Regions from separate parts of the Mus musculus genome. Here region 1 is linked to region 2. Evidence: chromatin contacts called from public Hi-C data. All regions are on one chromosome and are shown on one strand. The core of a region is the stretch at or near the end of the contact, and the rest is flanking DNA. Distances in the headings are between cores, read along the strand shown.

The links. Hi-C and Micro-C count contacts between places; a contact is called where the count stands out from the background.
Region 1: a contact with region 2 is called in a Hi-C map of cerebral cortex, with 2.7 times the contacts expected there. A contact is called at or near these places in 5 of 39 promoter capture datasets (the 3T3-L1 cell line, cranial neural crest, embryonic stem cells and 1 more), 2 of 484 Hi-C or Micro-C datasets (cerebral cortex and nephron progenitors), 9 of 130 datasets of targeted methods (the NIH/3T3 cell line, T-cell acute lymphoblastic leukemia, astrocytes and 4 more) and 1 of 9 other capture datasets (adipose tissue).

Annotation. Positions count from the first base shown.
Region 1 is chr19:29,358,743-29,363,165 of GRCm38.p6, forward strand. Plgrkt (plasminogen receptor, C-terminal lysine transmembrane protein) reads right to left here and starts at 3,129. Exons shown (of 6, transcript NM_026362.2): 1 at 3,055-3,129; 2 at 2,075-2,185. It also overlaps a transcript of Cd274 not described here.
Region 2 is chr19:28,896,473-28,900,413 of GRCm38.p6, forward strand. Slc1a1 (solute carrier family 1 (neuronal/epithelial high affinity glutamate transporter, system Xag), member 1) reads left to right here. Exons shown (of 12, transcript NM_009199.3): 6 at 1,035-1,130. Among named protein-coding and RNA genes, the nearest start is that of Gm52404, 52 kb to the left of the region's middle.

The DNA of each region.
Region 1 (4,423 bases), core at 1,879-4,378, 460 kb after region 2:
GGATGTGAGTTCAGAACTGTCGTCTGTCCCTCTTGACCTTGTGTCTTAAGATGTAAGTGTCTTAGGGTCAATTCTTCAGTATTTCTCCTGACGTCTCATGCTCCCCTCCTTCTCTGACACAGGTCTCATCCTCTTGCAGCTGATTTCCCCCTAGCCAGTTTTCTCCAGCCTCGCCTTCATTCTCTCCACGTTACCGAGGCTCTCAAAAGGGCAGGGTGAGGATGCTCACACGCCTTTGCAAATGGATCCCCAGGAATGGGAAGTTTGTGTGAGTGTATATATTCATTCATGTGCGTGAGTGCAGGTGGGTGTGTGCCACAGCGCTCCTCCAGGTCAGAGGGTAACCCTGGGTATTGTTCTGCACGTTCCACCTTGTTTGAGACAGTCTTTCCGGAATGTTCCTCTTAGCTGTGTACCCCAGGCTAGCTGGTCGGGAGCGTCCAGGGATCCTCCTGTGTCTGCCTCTCATCTCACCACTGCAATTACAGATGTGTGCCTCTGTGCCCAGGTCGTCATTGATGTGCAAGCTTTCAGCACAGGTCTTCATGATTGCATGGCAAGTGCTTTACCCACCAAGCCATCTCCTCAGCCCAGAAATGGAGTTTTAAAATGACCACATGGTAGAGTTTCTCCATTATTTCCAATGGAAGTTATAGCACAATAAGCTCATTGCAAGTTGGAAATACCATTGAGAGAAAACTGCATTTATTACACCGAATATACACCGAACATTGTGGTTTATCTTAGCCGATGTTACTGTTCTCAGAAACACTTAGGTTAGCCTGAAGAAGTACAGACCTTTTTTTTTATAATAATATGCTCAATATAGTTCATTGAATTTTACAGTAAAATTAAAAAATAGAATGGCTGTTTTGTTTTACTAGCCTGGGACATGAATTCAAATTTTGATTTTCTTTCCCCTTATGATCTATATCGCCTTTTTTACCATCATTTCCTTAAAAACTGACTTGAGCCACCCTCTACATCAGGCATGGCCTTGTTATTTAGGTATAACAGCTACCCCAGAGGGCTATAAACTATGGGTAAGAACTCCTAACTTTGTTCTAAATATAACTGAGTATGTTCAGAGAAACACTTTGGTTAGTTATTGGTTTTTCAGAAGACCATAAGGCCCGGGGGGGGGGGGCGGGGGGGCGTGTCACAACATCTCCACTCTCTTCAGTGCTGTCTTAGGCTGTTAAATACCTTTCCACCACAGCAGCCCGTCTCAATGCTTCACAGCCAGGATTTATGTATAATCTGAGGAAATCCCGGACAACAGTTATTTCCACAGCTTTCCTCATAAGGAAATCCCTGGGTTTAGAGTAACCTAGCAGATGAGCATGGAGAACAGGGGTAGTTCGAATCAGTTGGGATGGTTACCCTGTTAGTCGGGCTCCAGGGGAGTATGAACTGACAGCCTGGTTTCAATGATTTCCGTGTATTCTGACAAAGACGAAGATCGCACCCTGGAATTAAGCAGCCCTTGAGCCAATCAGCTGCGAGGCTGAGCAGAGGCTGAACTACTTCCCAGGAAGGAAGAGAGAGCCTTCCACAGCCCTGGGACATCATGATTCCTCCTGACTCTCACTGTCCCACTTAGCACCCTACCAGCAGCGGCAGAGGGCACTCATCGTGGAGGGGTCTCTAGCCGTTTGCTCTCTTATCTAAGTATTGGCAGCTCACATGAGTCATTTCCAGCTGAGCCTGCAGGAGAAGTGTTATCATCCATCATGATAGTCTCTGTGGCTTCTATTTCACACAAATAATTGCACAAAATAAGGAATGCTTGACAGAAGATCAACCTTGTCAGGCTGCTCAACATCCTTTAGTTTTCTTTTGCATGTCGGAGCAGACGGTTGAATTTTTACATCTGCTGCAAGCATCTTCAAACATCTTCAAAGAAACCGACTGTTTTCTAGTACACACACACACACACACACACTCTCCCCTCAGTCCCTTGGCCTAAGGGGGTTAGCTCTCCATCCCTTGAAGTGGTCGGACAATCTTTCAGTCAATCGTCTAGAGAAGAGAAGAGAAACACTTTGAAAAGCTAGCTAGGATTTAGGCTTACCTCCTTCTGGGCCTTGCTCTCTTGGACTTGGACTTTGGATGTGTCGGGGGAAATCTCAGGTACACGGTTAAATATAGAAGGCAAACAGGAGTGTCCCTCTGGAGATCTCACCTGCCAATGAGCATGCCACACCCTGTAACTTCACCCTTGAACAGTGTTTCCAACCTCTTCTGACCATACCTAACAAAGCCATGTTGCACTCTTTCCTTAGGATGTCCCAAATACCTCCAAATGTCTCTCTCCCAGAGACACGATATTATCAGCGATAAGTAAGCGTGGCCCCAAACTGACTTATTACAGGCAACACAGACAACCACCATGTCCTATAGGATGGAGGATACAGATGTGAGTCCAGGCTGCTCCTGGATTTTTGTTTGTTTGTTTGTTTTGGGTTGAGGATGGGGAGGCAGGCGTGTCTCCTGTTCCAAGAGGCCATGATTCAAATTACTCTGGAAAGGCGTGTTGGGAAGGGTGTCCTGATTGTACAGATCCCAGACAGACTTTCCCTGGTCATCCTTGGAACCTGGATTCCATTTAGAAGGAAAGAAATTCTACACGATTTCTGTCATCCAGATTTCTTCCCTGATTTAGTACCAGAATTTTTGGCTAGTCACAACATCACTATCATTCTCAATAACTCTTCCAAACCAAGTCCCCTAGCAGGAAGCACATAACCTCTGGGGGTGTTTTGTTTTGTTTCCACTCTCGCTCTGTTGAGCCAGTTTAGCGTCATATAGGTATTTCCCTAAAGGAATTCCATTTTCCTGTCCATTGCACTCTGCAGTCTTGTCCCAACTTGGTGACAATGGTACAGAGAGATCACACTCACAGAACTGGGTTGGCAATACCTGTCAGCCTCGGAGGCATCAGCAAGAACCCAGAGCCCTGGCCTTCCCTGCCCAGCCAGAGCTGCAGCTGTGCGGGACCGTGCGACGGAGCCGACCCCTCCCTCCCAGGTGTCTGTGACCCGAAACACTCACGCGACACGGTGCGGGGACGGTGACCGCAGCAGAGGCCTCTAGCCAGAGCTCCAGAGCGATCAGCGCAGGGACAGTACCTTGCTTCGGCAGAGCCCCAGGATTGGTTGGCTATGACAGTGGATCACGAGCTTCAACCAATCAGCGTGGCCTTTGGCTCCCTTAAGCGCTCGGGTGCCCGCGGAGGCCTGGGGTGTTCTTCCGGTGCAGGCGCCTGGAGCCGGGAGGTGGGCGGGGCGGGACAGAACCGCAAATTCCAACCTGCATGGTCTTGTAAGGTGCGTGATTTTGAGGGAAGGCCCAAGGAAGCAGCGTGGAAATGTTTCAAGTCCTCGGAGTCCGGTGCCTCAAAAACAAAACAAAAACAACAACAAAACCCATCACCAAATCTCGCTTAAAGGTAACCAGGGAACAAAAGCAGACAGTGACCAGAATTTCCGTATTTCCCTATGCGTTTTCCATATTTCGTACTCCTACCAGAATTGTCTGTCTATAGTACAACTCCGAACTTCACTAGGAAACACTGGACCCATTAGCACTTACTATGTAACCGGTTGGGGAAATAGTATGTGAATCACAACCTTTAGGAAGGGCTCTGCATTAGCATGTGTTGGCTCCACACCTTAGAGAAGGCAATCTAGCCTCTTCCAGGCATATCTAGCCTCGCAGGCTTGTATAGATGTTTTTAGTTCCAGTGTTCCTTATTCTGACTTTTAGATCCCTCATTCCAAACATTACTTGGATGGGAAAATTGCAACAGAATCTTTATTTAGTTCTATTTGTGGGAGGAGATGGGTGTTGCTAGGAGTAAATGCTTTTGGAGAGAAACAAGTAGCCCATCCCTAAGGTAGGAAGTAGTGTCTATACGTGCAGACTAAACTTGTCTCCGTTCTGTTCCCAGCTCTGTAACCTGTACGAGGAACAGAGGTCGTTGTACCTTCAGATAAACACTGTGGGAACCAAGAATGTTAAACACACAGGGTTGTAGCTTCAAAGAGAAAGATTTAGAATGTGTTTTCCGCCCAGAAGACTGGGAGCAGAAGTGGTTAACATTTGCACTGTGTGTGCGAGACCTCACCAGATCCTTCCCTCATCATGAGCTGTTTTTCTCAGTCAATCTATAGAACCTATCTTTATGGATAATGTCACATGCAGTCACCCTAGAGACCCCATCTTAATCTATGTTCTACCTTTTCAAAGACTTACATATTCTAGATAGTTCGTATAAATGAAACGGACTTCTTTTGTTTTTGTTATTTTTTTTTTGTTGTTGTTGTTGATGCTGTTGTTGTTTGAGACAGGGTTTCTCTGTGTAGCCCTGGCTGTCCTGGAACTCACTCTGTAGACCAGGCTGGCCTCGAACTCAGAAATT
Region 2 (3,941 bases), core at 74-2,573:
TCCCATGCCTCTCTAGGTGACCTTCTATGTCTAACATGGTGGCCAGCCCATCCAGAACTGGGTCTTGTCCTTAACCAGTAGATGCCCAGTGCTAGTGTTCTGCAGGAAAGGCATGGGTGTATCAGATGTCTTTTTTCATGAATGTTCACCATTGTCTTTGCTCCACTGAAAATTCCTTTTCTGTTAATCTGGGCTCCTTAAAACAGCTGAGTCGCTCACAAACTGCTGTATTTATTTGCATAAATTACATGGACAGAGACCTCTATATATACCAATAAAACTGGCAATCACATTGCTCTCCACAGCCCCCACCAGAAACAGAACCACCTCTATTTATGAGGTGCCTCTGGAGCTCAGCCACAGTAGCCATTTGTAGAGTTCAGAATTGGCAGAGATTCTGTGTGGGGGGCAGTTCTTTCTAGTATCATACTATAGTGGCTTTTTCTCAATCCACCATGATTGAAGCCTCACAGAACCAAACAGGGCTGAAGGGAGAGATTCAACAGAACTCTCTCTCTCTCTCTCTCTCTTTCTCTCTCTCTCACTGAATAGCTGGAGGAACTGCTGATTTGGGCACAGCCACCCAGTTACACCTTTCTCGGAATGTATTAGTCATCTTGACTATTTTTATCAAAGCACTAAGGTTATTTTTCCAGATGAAAAATGATCAGTTTATAAAAACTAAAAATGATTGACAGGAATCTCCCTGGCTGTGGGAGCGCCTACAGATAAATCCTGCTTGCTTTCACAGTATTTCTCCATCCATTTCCCCTGCCATGAAAGCATGAGAACGGTCTGGTATTACTGAATGGCAGTTGAGGGAGTCGGGAGTTTGGATTTTTAGATCCCAATTAGTCCCAATGCCTTCTGGGGAGGAGCCACAAAAGCTGGAAGCAACAGAAAGAAGCGCCATCAGTAGAACCCTTGGGTGTCAGTTATTTGGCTAAAATAACATCCGTGTGGTAGAGCCTTGGATGCTGAAAAAAAAAAGTCTCCTTTTTTACTTTGTGTGCCTGTTTTTCTCCCGTGTGCAGTACAAAACCAAGCGGGAAGAGGTGAAGCCTGTGGGCGATCCTGGGGGGAACGCAACGGAGGTGTCTGTCACCACAGCCATGACAACAATGTCTGAGGTACCGTCTGCCACCCACACCCCTCCCCATCATGCATGTGCCAGTTCTTCAGTGGTAGGAGAGAAAGATGGTCAGTCTTCAGGATGCACGGAATCCACATTTCTGAGTCTACCCCTCTTCCAGACATGCCTGTAGCCCTAAAATCAGCCCTTGTAATCTTTCACAGCTCCGCAGGGGTGGCACGGAGCTGAGTCACCCTCAGTATCTCAGTTCCAAACTGAGGCTATAATACATCTCTCCATTTGAGTTTTCATTCAGTAAACAGACATCCATCTCAGTCTGTGTTTCTTTCCACTCTTAATTTCCTTTTGTGTGTTTTCTTGGTGATTTGGTTTTCTATTTTTGTTTATATTTTATTTTGTCCTGTGCTACACTGAGGGTCTCTTTCATTTGCTCTTTATGTTTGTGGGTGGGTGGTGAACAGTACTGGGGATTGAACCCTGGGCCTCCATGCCAAGCAAGTACCCTTGAGCTATCTCCTCCCTCTCCCTCTCCCTCCCCCCTCCCCTCCCCCTCCATCCCCTCTTCCTCTCCCCCTCCCCTCTCCCTTTCCTCCTCCTCCCCTCTCCCCCTCTCCCTCTCTCCCTCTCTCACCCTTTCTGTCTCTCCCTCCCCCTCTCCACTTCTCCTCTCCCCCTCCCCTTTCCCTTCTCCCCCCCCCCCCACGTGCATCATAATACTTTCTGAAGCTATGGGCCCTCTCATACTGCCGTGCACTTTGCACACACACACACACACACGAGTGGATAATAATGACTGAAGCTATGGGCCCTCTCACACTCTCGTGCACTTTGCTCAGAGTCACCCCTATTGTTTTCTCTGTTCTGCTCTGCCCTCCCTAAGAACCCATCTACAGTCATATTATATACACATTTGTATACGGGTGTGACTCTACCACTAATCTAAGACCCAGCCCCAAAGACTTTTCTATCTAGAGTCCATATATAAGAAAAAATGCAATAGTTATGAATCTGGCCCGTTATGCGTCAGTTCCAGCTATAACCTTTTTTCCCTGCTAATGATAGAATTTCACTCATCCTGATGGCTAAATCAGACACCACATTTTCTCTATCTGCCATTCACCTGTCAGTGGGCACCTAAGCCATACATGTCTATGCTGTGTGGACAGTGCTGTGATGCACATGAATGTATAGGTGTCTCTGCGCTGTGGGGATGAGTGTGCACCTCCGAGTGGTACTGCTAGATCACATCTGGACCCTTGCTGGCGCTTATTTTCATGATGACTGAGGTTGGATAGAATCTCGGTGGACTTTTAATTTGTATTTCCCTGATGGTGAAGGATATTGTACGTTTTTCATATATTTATGGGCTATCTGTTGATTTGACTATATAAAATGGACAGAAGCATATTAGCAAAATGCTCTATCATGTTTCTAAGTACAAGAATGCTGTGATGCACTTTGCAGAAAAAAATATATCTGTTAAAAAGCTTTATTCGGGCATGTTGTAGTCCTGCTAGCTATGAACTCCATGCTAGTGAATCAACAGTGAAAGCCAGATGTCTCTAAATAGAAACACACACTAAGCAATGCCATGCCCTGATTGCTTGATATGAACAATGTGGCAAGGCATGTATACTTCTCCATGCTGACATGGTGTTCATGGGAACTGTATGGAACAAGAGTACCAGGAATAGAGCATCACAGAGTGGACACGGTGAGCCTGAGCTACTCCAAATGCTTGGGTACCTTGGGGACTGCCTGATGATTACAAGGCTATCAACACAGAATACAACCCCGAACCTCTCTGCCTGTATGTGATTCTGAGTCCAGACCGTCTTGGACTTCAGAAGAGCCCACAGCATGTGTTCTTGGTAGCAGACCGCTTCTCTGAATGGGGTCCAGTATCACACCAGAGTCAAGCACCTCCAGTGTTTCTTCAGCAAACTCAGGAATGTTCTGCTGAGTAAGAAACACAGCGGCCAGTCATCCCCATTCGTAGATTTTGTCACCAGAGGAGTAGACCATAAAAAAATCAATAGGCTTTGAGAGCTATGGCTATTTCACACTGTGAAATTGGAGAATCTCATTTGTGGACCTGAGGTGGCACTTTGTAGTAGGCCCACAGTAGACTTCTGAATGGTCTAGAAGGAAATAATTGTTCTGGGTCTGAGGGGGAGGGGAAGTGGGGAGAGAAAGGGAGGCGAGAGAAATGGAGGGAGATATTAAATGATTGATTTATGGAAAAGAATATTCAGTCAATTTAGTAATTAAAGCTGGGTTGATGGGACAAGCTTGTAATCCTGGCACTTGAGAGGTTAAGGCAAGATCATGAGTTTGAAGCCACCATGGGCTACTGATGGCTTTGTGGGCTAAAAGCACTTGCTGCTTTTCAAGAGGATCTGGGTTTGGTTCCTAGCACCTACACTGGGTAGCTCATGACTATCTGTATTGTAGCTCCAGGAAATCTGATATCCTCTTCTGGCCTCGTGGGCATCCCCATATACACAACACACACACAAATACACACACAATAATAATAATGATAATGATAATAATAATAACAGTAACAAATAAGTGCATAAATGAAACTTAAATTCAAGATAGGCTATCATTGGCTCCCTGCTCCCTACTGCAAAAAAAACAAAAAAAAAAAACAAAAAAAAAAAACAAACCCTTAATTTCTCCCAAATATAGCCATGGGTTCTCTGTTACGAGGCTTCTTCAGTTTTACAGCTTGCCTCCCAGGGTGAGGGGCTCTCCTCTACCCAGATCCACCTTTCACTTGCTTCTTATTCCCGTCTTTTGACAAGGTTCCACAGAGTGCTCTGCGCACCCTCCATGTGGGGAT